Linked DNA regions of Mus musculus: all the other regions are linked to region 4. Evidence: chromatin contacts called from public HiCAR-type, HiChIP or PLAC-seq and promoter capture Hi-C data. All regions are on one chromosome and are shown on one strand. The core of a region is the stretch at or near the end of the contact, and the rest is flanking DNA. Distances in the headings are between cores, read along the strand shown.

What was found. Promoter capture Hi-C pulls out the DNA fragments that hold promoters and counts their contacts. HiChIP or PLAC-seq counts read pairs in DNA pulled down with a chosen protein or histone mark. HiCAR-type assays count read pairs that join an accessible place to other places.
Region 1: a contact with region 4 is called in a promoter capture Hi-C map of the SN4741 cell line, with 2.8 times the contacts expected there. The contact joins the enhancer-like site here to the promoter of Cemip in region 4. A contact is called at or near these places in 4 of 39 promoter capture datasets (the SN4741 cell line, hippocampal neurons and liver) and 1 of 484 Hi-C or Micro-C datasets (embryonic fibroblasts).
Region 2: a contact with region 4 is called in a CTCF HiChIP or PLAC-seq map of the NIH/3T3 cell line, with 6 read pairs. The contact joins the enhancer-like site here to the promoter of Cemip in region 4. A contact is called at or near these places in 11 of 39 promoter capture datasets (the 3T3-L1 cell line, 3T3-L1-derived adipocytes, cranial neural crest and 5 more), 1 of 15 datasets of contacts at CTCF or cohesin (the NIH/3T3 cell line), 2 of 484 Hi-C or Micro-C datasets (embryonic fibroblasts and embryonic stem cells) and 1 of 115 datasets of contacts at active chromatin or transcription factors (pancreatic cancer cells).
Region 3: a contact with region 4 is called in a promoter capture Hi-C map of stem cell-derived epiblast-like cells, with 3 times the contacts expected there. The contact joins the promoter of Cfap161 here to the promoter of Cemip in region 4. A contact is called at or near these places in 6 of 39 promoter capture datasets (the 3T3-L1 cell line, cranial neural crest, embryonic stem cells and 1 more), 4 of 484 Hi-C or Micro-C datasets (the HL-1 cell line, embryonic stem cells, myocytes and 1 more) and 1 of 115 datasets of contacts at active chromatin or transcription factors (bone marrow-derived macrophages).
Region 5: a promoter capture Hi-C map of hippocampal neurons shows a contact between it and region 4, with 3 times the contacts expected there. The contact joins the promoter of Tmc3 here to the promoter of Cemip in region 4. A contact is called at or near these places in 3 of 39 promoter capture datasets (the C10 cell line, hippocampal neurons and stem cell-derived epiblast-like cells) and 1 of 484 Hi-C or Micro-C datasets (embryonic stem cells).
Region 6: a contact with region 4 is called in a HiCAR-type map of kidney, with 4 times the contacts expected there. The contact joins the enhancer-like site here to the promoter of Cemip in region 4. A contact is called at or near these places in 18 of 39 promoter capture datasets (the 3T3-L1 cell line, 3T3-L1-derived adipocytes, the C10 cell line and 9 more), 2 of 15 datasets of contacts at CTCF or cohesin (the NIH/3T3 cell line and embryonic stem cells), 32 of 484 Hi-C or Micro-C datasets (the AtT-20 cell line, the HL-1 cell line, MC3T3-E1-derived osteoblasts and 20 more), 4 of 115 datasets of contacts at active chromatin or transcription factors (astrocytes, embryonic stem cells, kidney and 1 more) and 1 of 9 other capture datasets (embryonic stem cells).
Region 7: a HiCAR-type map of kidney shows a contact between it and region 4, with 2.8 times the contacts expected there. The contact joins the promoter of Arnt2 here to the promoter of Cemip in region 4. A contact is called at or near these places in 8 of 39 promoter capture datasets (the 3T3-L1 cell line, the C10 cell line, the SN4741 cell line and 4 more), 2 of 15 datasets of contacts at CTCF or cohesin (the NIH/3T3 cell line and stem cell-derived epiblast-like cells), 5 of 484 Hi-C or Micro-C datasets (embryonic fibroblasts, embryonic stem cells and uterus), 5 of 115 datasets of contacts at active chromatin or transcription factors (craniofacial prominence, embryonic forebrain, embryonic stem cells and 2 more) and 2 of 9 other capture datasets (embryonic stem cells and liver).

What each region holds. Positions count from the first base shown.
Region 1 is chr7:84,556,316-84,559,043 of GRCm38.p6, reverse strand. The region is part of intron 1 of Gm2115 (predicted gene 2115); the gene reads right to left. Among named protein-coding and RNA genes, the nearest start is that of Gm2115, 29 kb to the right of the region's middle. Within about 2 kb of position 1,448, at least 28 of the 459 cell types and tissues checked have an H3K27ac peak or open chromatin away from gene starts, as enhancers often do. A contact at or near this core is called in the SN4741 cell line and embryonic fibroblasts, where this site is marked.
Region 2 is chr7:84,521,112-84,523,821 of GRCm38.p6, reverse strand. No RefSeq gene overlaps it. Among named protein-coding and RNA genes, the nearest start is that of Gm2115, 6.5 kb to the left of the region's middle. Within about 2 kb of position 1,266, at least 54 of the 459 cell types and tissues checked have an H3K27ac peak or open chromatin away from gene starts, as enhancers often do. A contact at or near this core is called in the NIH/3T3 cell line, embryonic fibroblasts, hippocampal neurons and 1 more, where this site is marked.
Region 3 is chr7:83,793,478-83,796,543 of GRCm38.p6, reverse strand. It overlaps Cfap161 (cilia and flagella associated protein 161), which reads left to right and starts at 1,705. Exons shown (of 7, transcript NM_029335.3): 1 at 1,705-1,802; 2 at 2,459-2,548. The coding sequence starts at 1,734.
Region 4 is chr7:84,085,043-84,087,873 of GRCm38.p6, reverse strand. Cemip (cell migration inducing protein, hyaluronan binding) reads left to right here and starts at 1,369. Exons shown (of 29, transcript NM_030728.4): 1 at 1,369-1,616.
Region 5 is chr7:83,583,457-83,586,572 of GRCm38.p6, reverse strand. It overlaps Tmc3 (transmembrane channel-like gene family 3), which reads right to left and starts at 1,642. Exons shown (of 23, transcript NM_177695.4): 1 at 1,393-1,642; 2 at 141-287. The coding sequence starts at 1,481.
Region 6 is chr7:84,433,555-84,436,513 of GRCm38.p6, reverse strand. The region is part of intron 1 of Gm31284 (a long non-coding RNA gene); the gene reads right to left. Among named protein-coding and RNA genes, the nearest start is that of Gm31284, 4.8 kb to the right of the region's middle. Within about 2 kb of position 1,448, at least 3 of the 459 cell types and tissues checked have an H3K27ac peak or open chromatin away from gene starts, as enhancers often do. A contact at or near this core is called in kidney, where this site is marked.
Region 7 is chr7:84,408,444-84,411,341 of GRCm38.p6, reverse strand. Arnt2 (aryl hydrocarbon receptor nuclear translocator 2) reads left to right here and starts at 1,304. Exons shown (of 19, transcript NM_007488.3): 1 at 1,304-1,487. The coding sequence starts at 1,457.

The sequences.
Region 1 (2,728 bases), core at 199-2,698, 470 kb before region 4:
TTGCATCTGACTGGTGCATACATATCAGGTCCTTGTATTAAACTGGGTTGGTTTTTTTGTTTTTTGCTTTTTTGGTTTGGAGTGCTGTATTTTTGCAAAGTATACCTTCAGAGATATTTTGCTTAAAGCTCTACTGAGAGGATCTCAACTCTTCCCTATAGTGTTGCTAAATGGCCTATGTTAAAGTTTATTGTTTCTTAGAAAAATTGTAAGTCCATTCTGGGTTTTACCTGGTCTTTGTCTACCAGTTGCTCTTCAGCATCTTTCTATACCACCCTCCTCTGCCCATACCTGTGCCTTTTGTTTTAATCTTCTAGAGATGGAGAAACATGCTAGGTGTCTGCCACGCCATCTTTTCTTCCTGCTAAAGGACATTATCATTGCTTGTAGAGATTATTCATTCTGTTCAGATGCCCACAGAACAATGATTTAATATACATTTACAAAGAATATTCACAAACATATATATAAATTCTAAAAAATTTAAATTGTATGGGCAGCCATTCTAACCAGAAAGAATTAAACAAATGAACAAACTGATAGCTTTATGATTCAAATGTCATTAAAATAATTATTGGGTTAATGATAGAGTGTAATTACAGAATATTTAGAAAATCACTCTATGAGACTAGGATATAGTAAAACCCATTGGGCAAGATGAGTGACAGCTGTTTACTATACTCAGAGACAAAATCGTGATGTTCACCAGAGAACAAGAGGAAACGAATGCAGTGAACCAAATACTCAACCAAAGAAGGTACACAAACAGCACCAAGGGCATCTGGAAGATAAGATTAGCAGAGTTAAGAGTGGTAGCTAATAACTGATAAAGCAAACCAACCAAATTAAAAACAAGCCCATCAGCAGGTTCTTTGTTAAAGTCTGAATCTAGACAAACTTGAGATAAGTTTACTCTAGAAGAGAAGAACCAAATACACACCCCTAGGAAGGAAATGAGCTATCTCTCTCTCTCTCCATAGATAGATAGATAGATAGATAGATAGATAGATAGATAGATAGATAGATAGATAGATAGATAGATAAAAACCCTAATGAGCTGATTCTGTGTAAAACTCAACCAAGACACAGGAAAACATCAACAATAATGCTTTTCCAGGGGAAAAAATTAAATGGTCAAAATTGAGTGAAAATCTCAAACTAAACAACCATATGTAATGTTTGTCCTGAGTGTTTCCTGGCAATGAGTTGGATTAAGTCCCAGTAGGTAGGTCAAGTCCAAATTCATAAAGCTGACTATCATCCTGCAAGGATCATGGGCTACCCTTGAAACAACTCTGGATCAGGGTCACGCATTCTTTTTCTGGAAACACTGGGGTTGTACATCTACTAGACATGTTTCTCCTCATGGGTCCTAAAGCAACAACAACATATTTCCTGCTAGTACTTCTATTAAGCTGCTCTGCTAGGGTACCTATTTTGAATATTTGGCTTATGACTAAAGCACCACAGGGTACGTATTTATGACCAAAGGGCTAATCACTTCCAGATGGAGTGTCCCTTGAAGACAAAGGCTGGCCTGGAAAAACTCACAAAACAACTAGGAAGTTAGCTCCAGACACATCCACATAATTCCTTCAGTGTAAGGTTGGGGATCCTAATCTTCTTCAGCCCTCTCCCACGACTCCTAATGTCATCGCTCCATCCATCTGCTTACCCATTTGGGCTACATTGCTGGGACAGTAGCTGGGCTTTCAGGATGGCTGAATTCAGACCTGTCCCAGAACTCACAGCATTAGGAGTTTAAAGCAACCTCTCTTTTTTTCTACTTTTTCCATTAATGAATTTATTTATTCACATTGCATCTTGATTGCAGGCCCCTTCTCCTCCCATCCTCTCTCTCCTTCTCCTCTGAGAAGGGGGAGGTCCTCCTGGATACCAACCCACCCTGACACATCAAGTCACAGCAGGACTAGGAGTTAGCCACAGTTCCTGCTCTGCTCCAAGAGCAACTTCTCTTTACCTAAGGCAGTAGATGGCTCTTCTCCCTTTGATGGTTCCATTACTGGGGTTTCATAGCTCTTTCCTCTGGATTTTTGTTTAGGGAACTATGGGCTACTGAAGCAAACTTCTATATCTTCAGTCCTTCAGAGAAAGAAGAGGACCATCACTTAAGTCTTCATTTCTAGGGGCCCTTTTGTATATGTTCCTGGATCTTTCTGGCATCTTCCAAAATATTGTCATTAAAGTTTATGTCTCAGAAAGAAATGGTAAATTCAATCTTTCTGTTTATTCATCCACTTAGAACCAAGATGATATGTTTTTTAATTCTGTGTTTATCTCAGCTTTCATTAAAGAACTTTGAAGGCAGTGTTTCCATTCTCCAAGGCCCTACCATACTCTATAGAACATATTTTTTCTGGCTTTGCTCATACTAGACACAGGGCAAAAGCACGCTGTTTTTTAATAGTACTTTCCCTAAATTAATCGGATCCTTTCTGCAGAGCTCTACTGAGATTCCGCATTCCTGTAATTGGCAAAAGCTAAAGGTTTGCAAGTTAGAGAAGAGGTACTTCTTGCTTCAAGACCATCTTTCATTTGTTTCCATACATTGAGATCTTGACCATTCCTCCTTAAACTTTACAACTGTTAAATGGCAGCAGGGCCAACCAGTTCACCCATCCTTCACTGTCATTGCAAAAGTAATGTGGGCCTTGTTTACAAATCATCTGTCTTTTCATATAGAACTAGAAACAATCAAAATTCAATG
Region 2 (2,710 bases), core at 17-2,516, 440 kb before region 4:
GTGGAATTTCAGCTTTGGCATGGGGTTGGCTACTGTTTTCTGGGTTCCTTCCAGGTGGCAGGTTCCTGACTTCCTGGCCCTACAGAAAGAGAACTGGGTGTCTATGCTTCCAATCTATCCCAACCTTGTAGCCACAAAAGGAGCATATTCAGAGAGACCACTCTGCCACTTGTAATGCAGTTCAGGAAGACAATACCACCTTGTCTCCAGACCTGGAGTCCTTTTTAGTGTTCTCTCTTGTCCTCTGTGTTTCCTGCCTCTCCTATGAATACCATTTGAAGGCAATCAGTTTTACACACAGAAGATATTCCCTTTAGTGCCCAAGTCAGGGAACACCACTGCTTTGCACAGAGGTCAGCAGTGCTTTTCACCACATTCTAAATTGCTTAGAGCATCTTAAAAGATCTCCAGATCTTTCTCTAACCTCTTCTCTGATGTCCCTCCCTCGTTCATGCTTCTGCACTCCTGACAGCTCGCAAGCAATTTCCCTGTATTCCATTTTGTCCTACCCCCTGGGGCTTCTACTCAGACTGTGCTCTTCCTCCACTCTCTGCAGCGTCTACCCAGCCGGCTCCCTGCCTCACTCAATGATTTGTGACCTCCATGATGGTTCTCTTCTACATGATCATTCTCTTCCACCTGCTTCCATTGCACTTGCCTTGCTTCACGAACTTTCCTGCTCTTCTGTCATGTGACGTGTTTGCTGATACACCCCTGTTCTGTCTACCCATTAGCTGGGTAAACTTAAAAAGCAGAAATACCAGCTTGATTCTGTATCATTGGAGGCTTGTCTGAGTTGAGAGCGTAAAAGTCCAGATGCTGTTTTCAGAGGATGGATGAGGCTCTGACTCCTAGGAAAGCTCAACTTTGGATTTCACTCCTGTTTAGCCTTGCTGGAGCACAGACCAGCTGCAGTAGCCCTATAGAGAAAGGATGAGACACCCATCTCAGAAAAAAACTCTGGTTTCTAGCTCGGGAGCCACTTGGTGGCTACATATTAGATAATCTTCCATCCAGGCATGGATTTGGGCCAGTCACTTGCTGCCTTGGTCTCATTTTTTACACTGTACTGGGGTTGAGGCTGTTCTGAGAGCTTCCTGTTAGTGCTGACTTTCCTTTCTTTATCCCTGGATGGGTGGAGGGGGCAGCTTTTGAGGGAAGCTTTGGCAAATTCCCAGCTGTTGGCTGTTGTTTAGCCCAAGGTGCTGTTTATGCCTCTGTTCTGGGCTCTCTGCCTCTGCCAATGACACAGCATGGCCATTGTAGGGTCAGCTCCTCCTCCTGCCCATTCTGTGGGCTTCAGGGCCGCAGCATCCTGGCTGATGCATGCTTTTACTCTCAGAAGGCAAGACAGCAGAGAGAAGCAGACATTGGTGACAGCCTGTCCTTTCTCTTTGTACTTTGGGAGAGCTGATGGATGATCCAGCCTGAAATGGAGAGAATCAAGGGAAAGAGATGACTGCTGCCTGCTGGACCAGACTTATGTGTGCAGTGCTCACTCCTACGCATTCTGGGCACATCAACTATCAGCTTACGGGACAGAAGAGTGGGTGGCAAATTGTACCTGTTTTGCAGATGACAAAATAGAGGCAGAGAGAAGCATACCCCAGGTCTCAAGACTTCAGTTCCAAATACCAGAACCTGTGCTCTAGCCTTCCAAGTCCTTGCTTCATAGTTTCTGTTTACCTGGTACTCTGTCACACAGAAATGCAAAGTGTCATTGAGTAGCTAAGTAGCATCTTCCCTGGGTTAATGCCTCCTGAGGTTCTGTCAAGCCGTGGACTCAGAATATTTAGCTAGCAAGGAAAGACTAGAGAACTTAACTGCTTTCGGTCCCTAAGAGTCAATAGTGCAGAGGAGGGGGAAAGACCCAACAAGAGGAGATCCATCAAGGCAGAATATCAGCCCAACAACTCTCTTCCCTTATACTTAAAAAGGGCATGCAATGCTGCTTCTACCTGCTTGAAATCTTGTGACTACTCCATGAAGAGGAGGAGCGGAGTGTGAGGGAGAGGGCATGGTGTGGGGAGTACCCTATTCACCAATCCTTTGTTACCTTTTCAAGAAGATGAGTTCTTAGCATGTGAGGTGTGGGGTGCCTACATCTTGGACTTCAATCTCAGGGAGTGTGAGGAGGGGAGCTGAAGGTTCAAGTGGAATGAATTATTCTGCCTGATAAAAAGACATGAATGCAGTCAGGAAAACAGCAGGGAGAGGGAAGGGAGACAGAGGCAGAGAGCAAGCTTGTTGGAAATGATTCAGAGCTGAGCTGTGAAGATGTCAGAGGTATGACTGGAGTAGCCCAGAGAGAAGCCAGAGTGAGTCAAGACAGTGGCATTTGAAGCAAAGTGGGGTGAGGGAAAGAGACATGATGTGATGTGAGCAGGCTTTCAGGAAAGCCATAAGCTTTCAGGCATGCCATATTGTACACCCCCACCTGATCCCTGCAGAGATAATCAACCGTCTTTCAAAGTCTAGCTTGATATGGACAGTTGGTAGGCTCTACTCTGTGGAGATCTCACTGTGCCGGAGAGTGAAGGTCGTTGGGGAAAAAAGGCCTCCAGGGCCATGAAAAGCCAAAGGTGAAAACTTGATAATTGTCATGAATTCTTAATTTGGTTCTGCTACTTGCCTAAGAACATGCCATCTCTATACTCTTCCCTCAAAGTCTCAGGCTTCCTATCTCTAAATGTGGATAAAATTATATCTT
Region 3 (3,066 bases), core at 456-2,955, 290 kb after region 4:
CCTGTAGTAAATAATAAGCCAGTAACATAGTCATCTAGTGTCACTCTGAGCCTAATGTGCCATCTGTAATTGTGTGTGGCCTGCTTTTGTTCAGCAGATGTCACACAGGGTTTTCTCTTTTATACCAGCGTCGCCAAAAGCATGTGAGGGCTGCTTGGTGACTTGATGGCGCTGCCATGACATCACCAGACAGCAGCTTGCTTTTAGATTATTATGTTCCTGTATGAGCAATTACACATGCTGTCTATTGTTCACTGCATGCTACAAGGCTGGGTTTAGCAGTTTGAACCTAGGGATGCTGCTAGCTTCTCTGAGTCGGTCTCCAGTCTATCACATATTCTGAGTGACTCCTGTCTGATCCAACAGAATGCCTGACTTAGCACCTTCAGAAGCACCTGAGAGTGTGTGTGGTGCTGGAGGGGCAGGCAGTGGAGCCAGAGAGGAGCAGAATATTCCTACTTTTGTGTCTTATGCTTCAGCCTCCGGCTCAGGTCCTTCCAGGTCGACAAGGACACCTCCCCACTACCCCAGGTTTTGCTCAGTTGTCATTCTCATAGTCCCCATGACAGGAATGATTCATCCATCAGCTCTCCCAGTCTGTCTTTCATCACATCTTCAGTGACCTGTGTGTATTACAGTCTTCTGAAGTAATTTGTTTTCAGCATCTGGCTTCCCTTGATAGACTGGGTTTGGCTCTCACCTTCCACTTCTTGCTTGGGGTGGGAGACTCTGCACACTGGGGGACTGATTAATGAATGTATTCAGCTAGCAGCCAGCAGCCAGCAGCCAGCAGCAGGTGGTACTACCTAACTGCCTGTTCACCCCACTCATAACACAATATCCTCTTTAGGAAATGTTGGCTACACAAACTTTTTTAAATTAAAAAAAATTTTTTTTTAATATCAGGAGTGCCTGTAAATTGCAGGTTTGTCTTTGTGTTTGGACATGGGAAGGGAGGGTTGCTATAAAATTTGTGAAAATACAGACTGTCACAGAAATAGATATACACATTAATATATGCTAACACAGTAGTTTCTTCCTTTGGAAGCTGTGAGGTTTCGGCAATGCCCCTCTTTTTGTGTTTAGGTTTTCCAGCGTCTACAGTAAAGGGGTGATGTTTTGTGAAATTGCTGCTGACAGTGATTAGGAAAATAGGCTGGAGTTGAACCAAGCTTCCACAGAAAAGCTAGGGGCACTCGGGTTCCACAGCACTTTAACTTAGATTTTAGTTTAAAAAGCAAACAAGACAAACAAACAAACAAAATACAAAACCAAACATCAACAAGAACAACTCAATATTTTATGCCAGTTGTAGGCTGCACACCTGTGAGTCAAGAAGATCTCCAGCGCAAGACCTGACTGTGTTACATCATAAGTTCAAGGCCAGCCTAGGGTATGTATCCAGACCCTAACTTAAAAACCAAACTCTCCCCCAAAAAACAACAGAAAAAAAGTTTCAAAAATTTCTCCGCCTAGGGAACATTTGGAACAGTGTCCCCCGTCAGGGGTTTCCCAGATCTGCTTTGAGTGCTAGTCATCTGAGACAGTGGCAGTGGTGGGAGGGGCAGGGCGAGCTGGAGGGGGCGTGGGTCTAGTATGCTGTCACTTATTGGCCAGCCAAAGAGATCTTGACCAACTGGCAACTGGCAACTGCCTGGTCGTCATGGCAACGAAGCACGCTAACTCTGAGTGTCAGTGGAGGCTGGAGCTGGCTTTCAAGAGAGCAAGGGGCGATGGCGCAGAACGTGTATGGTCCTGGAGTGCGGATGGGCAACTGGAACGAAGATGTCTATTTGGAGGAGGTGCGCAGACTCCTGTCCTCTCGCATCCCTAGGATCCCAGACCCTATCCTGCTATCCTGCATGTTCTCTCTCTGCTGAGCATTTAGCATCCTATCACCCATCTTCATCTACTGCCCCCACCCCCCCTGTGCACCTTTGCTACCCGAGGTAGTTCACCTGCTGTCTCTGAGCACCCATGCTCACTGAATGTCCCGCTCCACATTTCCTGAACCCAGAGCAAGAACAGCTTGCCGCCTCCCGGGCCCTCTGGCCCTCACTAGGTTTGTGACACTCTCAGGTCCTGGAAAGGTTCTGGGTTACAAACATATGGAGAGGCCTGGGCTTTTCACATTCTCACCCAAGTCAGGAGGACCCCAGTAGAGACTGCTGACCTCCTATATATCACTCCTGATTGTTTCTGGACGAGATAAGCACAGGGGTCCTATCCTTCCCTTCCTTATGCATTTCTCTTTTCATCTCCTGCTCCCCGCCCCTGCCTCTGCCCCCATGACGTGCTGCCTACTGACATTTTTGCCATCCCCAGAGCGATCACGTTTCCTTTTGTGTCCTTGAACTGTCTTTGAACTTGAAGTGCTTCTGAGGAAAAAGCTATCAGTACCTGTGCTCTGCAACAGCTCTGTCCCTGACTCCCCTTTTCTCGGTCTCTGCATCCCCAGGAGCGCATGAGACACTTCCTAGAGAAGAGGGAAAAAGGAGAACTTCTTATTCAGAGAAACAGAAGAGTGAAGAAGAACATTTTGAGACCGGTAATGTCAAATTCCAATGCCAATTTCAAAATTCTGCCTAGTTAAGTGTGAGTTAGGCAAAGAAAATTTCTATGAACAAAGTAACCATTTAGAAACTTTTAAAAAAATTAATAAAAAAGTATAGTGTTAAAATTCCTCTAGATTTTAGAAATTTAGATTAAGGGTTAAGATTAGGTTAAGAAATTTAGAATTTAGATTAAGGGAAGTCTGTCCTTAATTATGTTTACTTAATTGTTTGCATTTTCTAATAAAGGGGTGGATTAATGCTTTTACAAGTAAAGTGCCTTTCAGCTGCTGTGCAAAAAAAAACGTTTAATAACATTGAATTGAATAAATTGACAACGGTAAACTATGTAGAGTCCAACAGCTTCGCATGATCTTGTTTGGGGGTCATCAAGAGCTTGAAGGATGCTAACCAAGGATCTGAGGAAGGGAGGCCTTACTGAAATGGATCTAGTCTGAGAAGGAAAGGAGATACACCTGGGAGGGATCTTGACCCCAGCAGCTAAGGAATTGAG
Region 4 (2,831 bases), core at 120-2,619:
GCCCAGAGGACCTAGACAGGGGCTTCCAAAGTCTCTGCCATAGACTGGCCCTAAAGCCTGCACTGAGATTCCTAAAGCTGGTGGGCACTGCCTAGAATGAAGACCCTCTCGCACAGCAGTGAGCATAGGACATTGGCAGGCAGGAAGAAATGTGTACTTGAGAACTCTCATTAACCAGAGGAGGGAGCTGAGCAATAAGTCTCAAAGAGGGACAGCATATAGAATTGCAACCAAAGCTGTCATCTTAGAATTAAAATGAAATGGAAAAAAAAATCCCCAGCACCTTTCACCCTTTTTGCCAGGGTCAGAGTGGATAGGTAGCTGGTGCTCAGGGCACCCAGTGTTGAGGAGATGCTAGATGCTCTGGGTGGGCTTACTTATTCCTATGGCAGAGGATAACTCACTGGTGGCACTGTCTTGTTTTGATCCTTGAGAACATTGTCCTGTCCAGGCACAGACTACATGCAGGATAGCAAACACTTACTATGACTTAGTACCCACAAAATCTCACTGAAATCCTCTCTCCAGGCTCATGGGAGCCCAATGGTGAAGTCCCTTGTTTATGGTCAAGTAACTGGCATGTGCAGAAAACTGACACATGTGAAGAAGTAACTCTACTATCCGTGTGTGTGTGTGTGTGTATGTGTGTGTCCCCTAAGACAGAGGTCAAGCTGCTTGGAGTGTTATTTGTTTTTGAGACCGGGTATCTCTATTTTACCCGGACTGGCCAGCAAGCCCCAACAAGCCACCTGTCTCCACCTCCCCAGCTCTGGAATTACAAATTAGGGCTATTGCCCACCCAAGGCATTTTTATGAGGATTCTGGGAACTGAACTCTGTTTTTTCAAACCTGTAAACATCTTAGCGGTCATCTCCCTAGCTTTCAAAACAAGATCTTCTCTAAGAGACCTCTAGACCTAGGCGATCCTGGATTCTGTTGCTATGTTGGCTTACAAAAAGTGTTACGGGTTTGAAATCTAACAGCCTGAACGTAGAGTGGTGGCGACTCTGTCAAAATCTCTTTTTTCTGGCTGACTGTCCCTTGGGGAGGCCACTGGATACAAGCTGCGCTTCCATCACTAAGCCCTCGGAGGTCCGCAGCTTTCGTCCTAGGCTCCAGCGCCCTCACCTGGTGGCCACGGCTTGTCCCGGCGGCGGCTCTCGGGCTCAGGTCTGCGGCTCCCGGAGCGGCCGCCAGAGCCCGCCCGGGTCCAGCCCCGCAGGCCGCCCACCGCGGTGAGTGGGAGGACGCTGCCCAGAGACAGGGGTGGGACAGGGGGGACGGGATGAGTGCGGGCGCCGGGGGCTCTGGTGGGGAGGAGTCAGGCCCGGAAGGCGACTATAAAAAGCGTCGGCTCGGGCTGGCAGCTCCGAGCTAGCTACTAAGCCAGTGAGCGCGCGGAGTCGAGCGAGGAGCGCCTTCTGCGCTGAGTGGCAGTGGTCTGGTGCTGCTGGAGCACTGTGCCGAGTGAGGTCGGAATCTGCACCCCACTTTCCGCCAGCTCCCGTCCCACTTGCTTACGCTCAGGAGCTCAACGCGTGGGATCAGATACTAGACTACGGGATGCTGCACTCCAGATCCCCGAGGCGTGGCAGGGTCTCGGTCATCAACCTGAGGTAAGAGGACCGGAGCTAGGGCGCGAGGGCTGCTTGGGTTAAGCTATGGGGAGGAGAGGAGAGACCGGATCCCACATTCTCCCCTCTGTTAGGTAGAACGTTGCCCTCCATCAGTCTGATTGTCCAGCCTATTATTCTATGCTGTCTACCACTGTCTGTCTGTCTGTCTGTCTGTCTGTCTGCCTGCCTGCCTATCCATGAATATATTGGTGGGCACACGCCTCCGCCACGGTCCTTCGTCTCTGAAATCTTTACAAATGTCAGGTGTTGGGGACACCATCGTCCAGGAATGTATTCGACGGGAGGTGGATTTCTGTTTTGCTTAGTTTGTGCCCCTGTGAATGGCACCAGATGTTCACACAAACAACAGTGTCTAATCGAAGAGAGATGGCCCCTAGGCAGGTCTCGCAAGGAGCCCGGTGCAGGGAACGCGCTTACCGTGTGGCTAATGGTGAGCTTCGCAAGACTGTACCTTGTCGCTACCACGTAGGCAAGGTCTCCTGGGTTCCCTAACCTGCCTCTGCCCTCCCAGTGATACGCTGGCACCGGGCTGGAGGAGATGATCTGATGTTAGACGACCTCGGTGGCCTCTGCTGTTATTTAAACAAACACTAAGCCTGGCAGCGCTGCAGGGACATTTGGTGGCCCCTGGCAACAGACAGCATCTGCAAGAAGGGTCTCGCTAGATTGACAGAAAAACCAAGGTCTCCATAAGGCACAAGACTGAGTTGTCCACGGTTCTCAAGCTCTCCGCTCTGGTTCGGTGACATCTCGGAATGAACCCCAGAGAATCCTTGTGCTCTTGACCGAGCGTTGTGCCGGTGTTCCCCAAGACTGGACACTCTACCCGCCCCAGGTCTGAGGTTCTCAGTCCTGCTCCGAGCAGCCAACTCTGCCCACAGGTAAGACCTTCTCTTTAAAACCAAGCTTTTGATGTGAGAGCCACGGCTTGGCTGAAGCCTGTCCAGGAGACCGTGAGCCAGGGAGTCATTTCCATCTCCGCGGTCTGGAGAGGGACCCTAAGGCGCGCCCGCGGGCGGGGAATAGGCTGCTCCGCGTGCCCAGGCTCGGCGCCACCATGGACAGCTCCCAGCTACTTCCGCCACTCGGGGCCTGTGGCCCTGAGTCTGGTGTGTTCAGGCACCTCCCTCACTGATTAAGGTGTTCAGACACTAGGAAGGTAGAGAGGGACTAACAGTCTTGGGGACCTAGGCA
Region 5 (3,116 bases), core at 393-2,892, 500 kb after region 4:
ACATATTCACAGGCACTATAACAGCTATGTCTAGATGGTCCCATCAAGCATCTTTGGAACTTCTCTGAGTGAGATGCAGGATGGTCACAGTTCTTGAATCAAAACTCTTATTAGTGAATGCTGTGTAGGCCCTTCCTTACCTCAGTGCCCGCAGTTTCTGCCCCATGGTCCAGGGTCTGCAGCGGATATTTGCCATGAGATCTTTCTGAAACTGTATATTCTGGAAGATTTGTTCCGGATCACTGCTGTCTCCCGTTTCATCAGCATTAAAGCTGTCATCGGAGTTACTGGGTGGAAAAGGGGAATCATGGAGGAAATCTGATTACAGAATTGCTTTCAGCAAAGGGCATCTTTCTTGTGTAACTTCTGCATCTCACTGTCCCAGGGTCATCTGTAGTGTGTGTGTGTGTGTGTGTGTGTGTTTGTGTCCATAGACTGACAGAATTTGGTAATGTCAGCAGTCCTTAGAAACTCATTTGTAGATTCTATTACTTCAGTGGTCAGTGAAAAGGAATAAGTTCTCATGGCAAACGACAGCAAAGGAGAGAGGAGAAGAGGAATTCCCACATTTGATTCCATTTTTGAGGAACAGTAGTTTTGAGAAGGGACACAATGTCATCTATAGGCTCACTGAGGTGAGGAGCAAAGCTTGGAGACACAATTCCTCTTTCTCCCACTCTAAAGGTAAAAGAAACAAACATGTGGCCTGTGTTGCCTGGAGATGCCTCTCTGTTGTGTTCATTTTAAACACAAGATAAGAGGTGAGGCAGGCAGTGGTTTTTACAAACAACAACAACAACAACAACAACAACAAAATGCGTTAAATGACTGCATTGGGCAAACTCCTTAGGGCATAGCTACTGTGTAGAACAATTTTTCAACATTTAACAGGGACTTTCTTCCATAGTAATTCTAAATATGTAACTCAATATTTTTTTAAGGAGATGAGTAACCTATGGCTTTTGCAAAAGAACACATTTCCTCTCATTTTGATCAGGAAGTCTTTTATTTCCTCAAAGGAAAATTTCTCTAGAGTTAGAGGAGGTTTCAGTATTTAACAGAAAATCTTCCCGAAACACACCTAAGACGTTCAGTTCTCATCCCCGCCCACATCCCCGTGCTCAGAAGCGTTTTCCAGCAGACACCTGATTTATCAGAGGCAGCAGATGGCTTGTCTGCTCTCTTCCGACGCTAGCAATTGAGGAAGCAGGGAGAAGCAGATGAAGCCCATGTGTGGAATTGGCAGGCAACAAAATAAGTGCAGGATACAGGCTTTGGAGCTGGGAGCTTGCAACTGTCTTCCTCTCTGAGCATTGCTGTGGTCGCCACCCCAGTTCCTCATGACCCCAGAGAAGTAAGTTTCTGCACTGGAGAACCCAGCAAGGCACTCACCCAAGAAGCAGGGAGTCCTGGTAGAGATAACACTGGCTGGCGTTTCTCCGAATGCTTCTGTAGCGCTGGGATGCCTTTGAGGTTTTCATGAGGCCTGGTCTGTAGCCAATGGTCCCTAGGGATAGCCAGGGAATTGGAAAGCCTTGATTTTGCAGGCAGGGTTCTGTTCCAAATGAGCTGTCTGAAAGAGGCCTGCAGAGTTGACCTGCTCTCCTCCTTCAGAAACAGGAGCAAATGTCTGCCTGCATCTGGTGCTCAGGGCAGAAAAACCAGGAGGGCAGCCAGGGTCATACATATGTAACAGTGAGGTGGGTGTGTTCACATTGATTGGCTAAGATCGGGACAGTTGGAGGCGTGGCCCAGTAGCCTAGGGCTGTCTTGGTTCTTCCTAAAGTCCATCAGTAATCTCTTGTGCCCAGACAGGGCTCAAAGACTTGCAAACTCCTCTACATCTGACTACAGCTGGCAGTTGCTAAACACTTTAGGAGCATAGGAGGCAGGGTGTGGTGGGTCTCTCCAGAAGAGACTTAGAGACAGCAAGTGCACTGCCTATCCAGGCACAGACAATAGCACTCTATTCTTTTCTCCCTCTACATCTTTTTGATTTTGTACTTTGAAAGATGTCAAGCTTACAGAAATGTTGACATCACAGTACCATGAACCTCTGGCTACTTTCAAGCATTAACCATTTACATGTTGCCACAGTTGTCTCAGTACCACCCATGTTTTCCCTGCTACCTACCTACCTGCTACCTAACAAATGCTTAGAAACCAGTAAACTCTAGAAATAATGATGTTTCAACCTTCAAGACTTCCATGTTCTAGTAACAAAAAACGGGATTACTTTAGTTCTAGTCTTACATGTATTAAGTATGGACATATCAGTATGCATAATGACCCATAAAGCTGAGTTTGAGAAAAATTAAGATTTTTATTTATTTCATATTATTTTATTTTCATCTCAGGGCTGGAGAAATGTCCCATAAATTAAAAGAATTTGCTACTCTTGCAGAGGACCTAAGTTCAGCCCACTAACCACCTCTAACTCAAGCTCCAGGGAACCTCTTCTATCCTCTATACATGGTTCTCGTTTCTCTCTCTCTCTCTCTCTCTCTCTCTCTCTCTCTCTCTCTCTCTCTCTCTCTCTCTCTCTCTCTCTCTCAGAAATGCTTAGAAAACAAGACTCTGGAAATCCATGTATGTTGGAGGTCAAAAAATGTATAGCTTTAGAAAATGTGGCATCTTGCCCATACAAAGGCCAAATGGGGCCCATTCCCTTATCGCCTGCATGTTTCCTTTGTTAGCTGTACACTGGCTTTTTAGCCAAACATCTTATCCCCGGCCAAGGCCTTTGGTGCACTTGGGAATTACAAACCTGTTTGCTAGTGAACACCCAGAGCCCTGGCTGCTTGCAGGGAGTTAACACACTTGTGTGTAGCTGAGCAGGCTAATGCAGTGCTAGAAAGCATGGCTCAGCTCTGCTGAACACTCTGTCTTGCCCACATTAAGAACTCTACATGAGCAGAGGTCAGGGCAGTGCCCCAGACAACAGAGCAGAAGGAAGGCACAGACAACCACAAAGTGTGGGAATGGGAGAGGGTCTCATTCATTTGTTCATTTATTTTTCATTTATTTTTCTTTTAATTTATTATAGCAATAACTCCTTCTATTGGCCACAAGTAAAAACTGGTGAGAGGCAAAAGAGAACTCTTAATTCTCTCCTT
Region 6 (2,959 bases), core at 199-2,698, 350 kb before region 4:
GAATGTGTGGCTGGCGGGGAGACCCGAGTGCCTGGGAACACATGTGGAAGTCATAGTACAACTTATGGGAGTCAGTTTTCTCCTTCCACCATGTGAGTCGCAGAGTTTGAACTCAGATCATCAAGCTTAGATTCAAGCACCCACTGAGTCATTTCACCAGTCTTTGCCTTCTTCTATAAACCTTACCCTAACAGGACTCTGAAGACAGACTTGGGGTGGGTGGGGGCTGGTATGACCTGAGACGACCTGATCTGACTAGTGAGAGTATACTACATTTATTGAAGGGTCACCTGGTCCTTTGTAAATACACACAGTTACTATATGTTAATTAGAAAATTAAAAAGTACAATTTAAGACAGACATGACAGCTCACATCTATAGATACAGTATTTTAGAGGCTTGGTCAGACTTTTGTGAGTGGTGTTTGTTTATTTTGTTGTTGATATCTTTGTTTCTTTCCCCACATGGAACAAATCATCTTCTACTTTTGACTAAAAGAATAAAATAAAATTAAGACTGAGACAATAGCATTGATATCAAATGAGAAACATGGGCTTTTCCTCACATTAATATCATGAATAGGCAGTTTCTATTAGTCTTTGTCCAATAGAAAAATGCCTTGATGTTGAATCATTATAGCAGAAATGTTTAGTTTGTTCCCTTACTTTCCTGATTCTCAAAGCTCATATCTTGTAAAACAAGATGTTCATTACCACTGATTTGAGTGCGACCTTGGTTTCTCCTTTAGAAACCTTCCACTTCATCCCTCTCAGCCCCCTTGTTTCTGACACAGAATACTCAGATTTACATCATTTTAAGCTTAATTTTGGGCAATGACTGCACACAGTCCTGGTATAAGAACTTAATCATTTGTCGAGTCTGGAGGAAATTATGTTAGAGAAATGAACCAAATACAAAGAATAAAAACCCAATGTTCATATGTATCTAAGGTAAAGTTTATGATTAAAGGTTAAGGTATGTTTAGTCCTATCTGGGTTGGAATGGAGAAGGGATTCGGAGAGGACTGTAAATGTTATCGGGGGCAATTCAACAACTCCCAATGTTCTAAGCACAATAGTATTTCAAAATAGCCAGCAGGAAGGATTTCAAATATTTCCAACACAAAGAAATAAGTATGTAGGGTAGTGGGTTTGTTTGTTACCCTGATATGACCATTGAGTGTATGCTACTTGTATTGAAGGGCCACCTGGTCCTTTGTAAACACACACAGTTGCTACATGAATAATTATAAAATTAAAAAGTAAAATTTAAGACAGGTGTGATAGCTTACACCTCTAAATACAGTATTGCAGAGGCTTAGGCAGACTTTTGTGAGTGGTGGTTGCTTATTTTGTTGTTGAAAAGTCAAGTTCAAGGTCTAGTGAGCTGGCATGGGCAAAAGGTCACCTGGACTTTCTAGAACAGCCTCCTCTGTTGGGTGGGGCTCCCACTGCACCACGTGGGAGGCAGAGTTATGAGCCCTGACTCAACGTCTTCATTAATTTTCCTCAGCCAGGTATGGCTTTAAGTCAGATCACATATTGATCCAGCCTGATGCTATGGCACTTAAAAGACAATGACCCAGCCTCAGCTTGCTTGAGGACATGGCTATATATCAAGGAAGGCTTACATTCTCTCTGCTGTAAACATCAGTCTGTTTCTTGAGAGTTCCAGAAGCCAACTTTCCTTGTGGAAGGCCCAAAAATAAAGCTCCCTGCTCTCTGTCTAATGCATGCTGGCTTCACAGCAAACAGCCAGTGTAGTTTAGATGACAAGGGCTTCTCAGCAGAGGATAGCCATAGGTACAGATCAGAGAAGGAAGAGGTTACTGTATGTCTTACTGCTAGACGTGTAAGATATACCCAAATGCATAATTTATTCACATTCACCGCTGAATACTTATTTTAAAGTGGTTCTATCAAACTTCAATCATCGTTTGCCTGTTGGTAAAGGTTATGTGTTTGTGATGTCTAGGTCTTAAATGACTAGAGAGAACTGTGTACTTGCTCCTGGTGCCCTTTTATAATCGTTTCTTCAGGATATGTATCTGGGAGTGGAATTGCTAGTTGTAAAACAAGTACATTGTTAACTTGACAGAATGCTGGCTGGGTTGTTCTCAATGTAGTTCCCTTCATGCCTGGAAGTGCCTACAATAGTTGCAGAAACCATATTAAACTACCACAGCATCCAAAGTGTTGAAAGTATTAAGTTGCACACCCATGATTAAAGTGACCATTAGCCAACAGTTCACAAGGCCAGCTTTTAGGATCTGTGTTATGCACTATAGGATGTTCACCAATATTTCTGATTGTGTCCAGAATCCTGGGTTAAGTGTCTCTGAGCAGGACACTGCTGCTTTGGAGAAGGCTTCTTCCCAGCAGGAGTGAGGGGCACAACTGGTTCTGCTGTTAGCCTGGCTCCTGGGGAGGGAAAAGGACTTACCACCCATGCAGAGAGGACATCTGTGGAGCCTGAATCACTCAATCCACCACTCCAAGGGCTTTATTTCATTTTCATGTCAAAATGTAATTTTAAAAACCAGACCTTCACTTTCCTCTAGGCCCTTGAATCCATTAAGTTTTCATACCAAGGTTCTTCAAGAGCCTTGAAAAAATTGTAGTGTTGAAAAATGTTCCCAATTGGCTTCCCTTCCTCGGTCTCTGTGCTGCATGGTTTAGTGTTCAGCACTGTCACTGTGAGTGACAGATACTGTACGTAACAGATGTCAGGGGTTGGACAAGTTTTCTCTGTTGTTACAGAACCATCATTTCAAAGTATCTCTGTCCTTGTAGTTTCCTTTATCAAAAGAAGGAAAGACCTATCTGTGCAGGTAGGTGTACTTCTGCCCCCACAGCATTCACCCAGAGCTGTTACTCCCTTGTGCTTCAAGAAGTTAGTAGACATTAAGAAGACTATTTGATGGATGTATCTGAAGGATGTCATCCTTAGTGAGGTAACC
Region 7 (2,898 bases), core at 55-2,554, 320 kb before region 4:
CCCCTCCCCACCCACCCGCCACCCCTGCCCCTTAAGTAAATGCACAGTGTGTATTTTTTCCTTTGAAATGTCTTCCCTGTATTCTAGTCATTTCTTCAAAGGTGACTTTCAATGTCATCTTCTTTCTGTCCCTTTTGCTCAGCAGTGACCACATTTCAGGGGCTCTGTTTAAGCTTCAAAGAGCGGCTGCCCCAACTCAGGTGGTCTCTTGTGTCCTTCCTTCCAGCTCTCTCCTATCCAGGAAGCCCTGCAGCCCTGAAGGAGGTCAATCCTGTATGCTCAACACCCAGGTCTGTGCCGGGAATTCAGAATTTTCAGTGTTTGTCCAATTGATTTATTATTAGGGCAGTAGAGACAAACGCTTTTCCAAAGACAATGATGGTTTAAAAACATACTCCAATCATCATTTCCCTATCCTATTTCATGCATGCTTCTTTGGAAATAGTGTGGTATTTTTTGCAGATGTTATCAGTGTTAGAAGGCACAGTGCCTTTAATTCTGGCCTGGGGTGTGACCAGCCTTCCAATCTCACCTAATCAGGGCATCTACTGTGGAATATCACCTCCAGGAATCCCAGTGGCTGCCTGGAAAAACCACTCTTCAAGTATCCCGTGCTCTTATTTTACCAGCATACGCAGATGAAACCATTAGAAATCTTCTTAAAACCTCAGTATGGAGGTGTGAATAAGGCCCTCGAGAGGACTCTAATAAATGCTGACAGTGGCCATGTCCTCAAGAAGGCAGAGCTAGACACTGTCCTCAAAACCTCCCTGGCTTCTCTCCATTCCTGAGCCAAACTCTGTGCTGGAGCTGTGTGCCAGTGCCTTGGAGGGACGGTGGCCTTGGGCATTTCTGGGTGCCTCCCCTTAGGCCCTCTTCTGCAGCCCTAGCCAGGGTGCCCGGGAGCTCAGTGGCGCGGCCCTGGCATGCTAAGTGGTTGCACTGGGACGCCTTTGTTTCTTAGGCCGGTTGTCCTCTGCATCCAAATGGGTCCTTTGCTCACCCGCTCCTCCGCGAGGGGACAGCGCCTCTCGGCGATGTGTCCCTGATACCTGGGGACCCTACTAGGGCGGATAGGGAGTGCGCCGAGGCCTCTAACCTGGGCACCTGCGCGGACCCGAGGAGGGTCCCGCTGCCCGCTGCCCGCTGCCCCAAGTCTCGCGGTGCTACGGCTCGGACCCGGGAGCCGCGGGCCCGGCACCCCAGCCGCACCACAAAGGCTGAACCCGGAGGAGGCCCGGGAAAGGAGGAGCGCGGGTGCGCGCAGAGGAACGGGGAGCGCGCGGGGCGCGGGGAGCAGCGCGGGCAGGAGCGCGGGGCGCTCTGAGAGCGCGGGAGCGCGGGGAGCACCGCCCGCACCTTCCTTTGTGTGGCGCGGCCGCGGCGGCGCTGGCCCGCGCCGGGTCCCCGTCCCCGCCCCCGCCCCCGCCCGGCGCTCCGGTCCCTTCCCGGCAAGATGGCAACCCCGGCCGCCGTCAACCCTCCGGGTGAGTAGCGGCCCAGCCTCTGGCCGAGCCTGAGACGCGCAGCCCCGGGGTGGGGAGTGGCCGCTGCCCGGCAGCATCAGCACCGGCCGTGGCATCCTCGTTCTCGAATGGTGCTCAACCTGGTCCTGACGGCGCCCGCCGCTGCTGCGTGTAACTAGATGCTCGCCCGCGGGCTCCAGAGCCACAGGGGCCAGCGGATGCCAGGTGTCGCGCTGAGCGAGAGAAAAGTTTGAAGCGGGGATTCAACAGGGCAGAACTCCTGGGACTCTTTCGCCTATCGGCCCCGCCTCCCCCACGCTGGTCTTTGGCGGGGTTTACACCTGGCCAGTGTATATGTCCCAGTCCTTTCTGGACAGGAAAAGCCTAACTGGTAATAATGGCCTTCAGCAGCCCTATCCCTCTCCGATTGTCTGATGTCGCTGAAGGTACAGCCTGTGACCCTTGGACTTATGCCGTCAGATTAGAAAAAAAATGGAAGGAGTTCAGGAATGAGTGGGAGTGTTAGGCTCCTGTTGAAATGTGGCGGGGGAGCCCTATTGTCATTGGCAAAGTTCCCTGTCTATCATGCAAGGCTGAGAGGATAGACATGTGACTGCCTTCCCGCTCCCAAGTTTTAGGTTTTGTGTTGTATGCTTTGGTTCTGGAGAATCATAGGTCCCTGTAGATTGAGGCAGGGACGGTCAAATAGCTTAGACCCCGGGAAAGCTCAGTGGAAGAGGTCTTGTGTTGGGTGTGGCCCCAGATCAGGTGGAGTGAACTACCAGAGTGCTTATGAAAGAAGAATGTCTTCAGAGTAAGTTATGAGTGGAAGATCCCCTTTGTCCATGTTGGTCGGGGAAGGTTGAGGGGACTCTGGACACTTTAGCCTGAACTTGTAGAAGATACAGTTTGAAAACGCAGACACACAGACTGAGAGGCATTACAGGCATAAGTCATGAAGTCATGATGGCCATGCTCTAAGCATACACTGGAAGCCAGTGAGTAAGGTGTGAGAGGAAACAGAGGGACCTGACATTGAGTTGCATGGATGTGGCTAGGTCCAAAGGGCCATGGAAGACATGGACTGTGGCTTCCTCTTCCTACATCAAAAGAGAGTTTTAAGTAGTACTGAACGGAGGAGCCACATGATCACTGCTTTCCTGTAAGGTTGATTTGTCAGCTGTGGTGAGGTGATACAGAAGATAGGAAGACGAGAAGCAGGAACTGCGTGGAGAAGAGGCAGGTGCTGCAGGTCAGACTTAGCTGTAGTGGCCTGAACAGAGGAGAAGGAAAATACCAGGAGGCAGACAAAGTATGAGATCTGGCCTTCATTAGATTTGAGGTAAAGGCAATTGAGGAAAGCCAGAATAGACAGAGGCAAGTGCCTGTGGGGACAAGGAGGTGATGAACCTTTCTAATTCCCGTCAAGGAG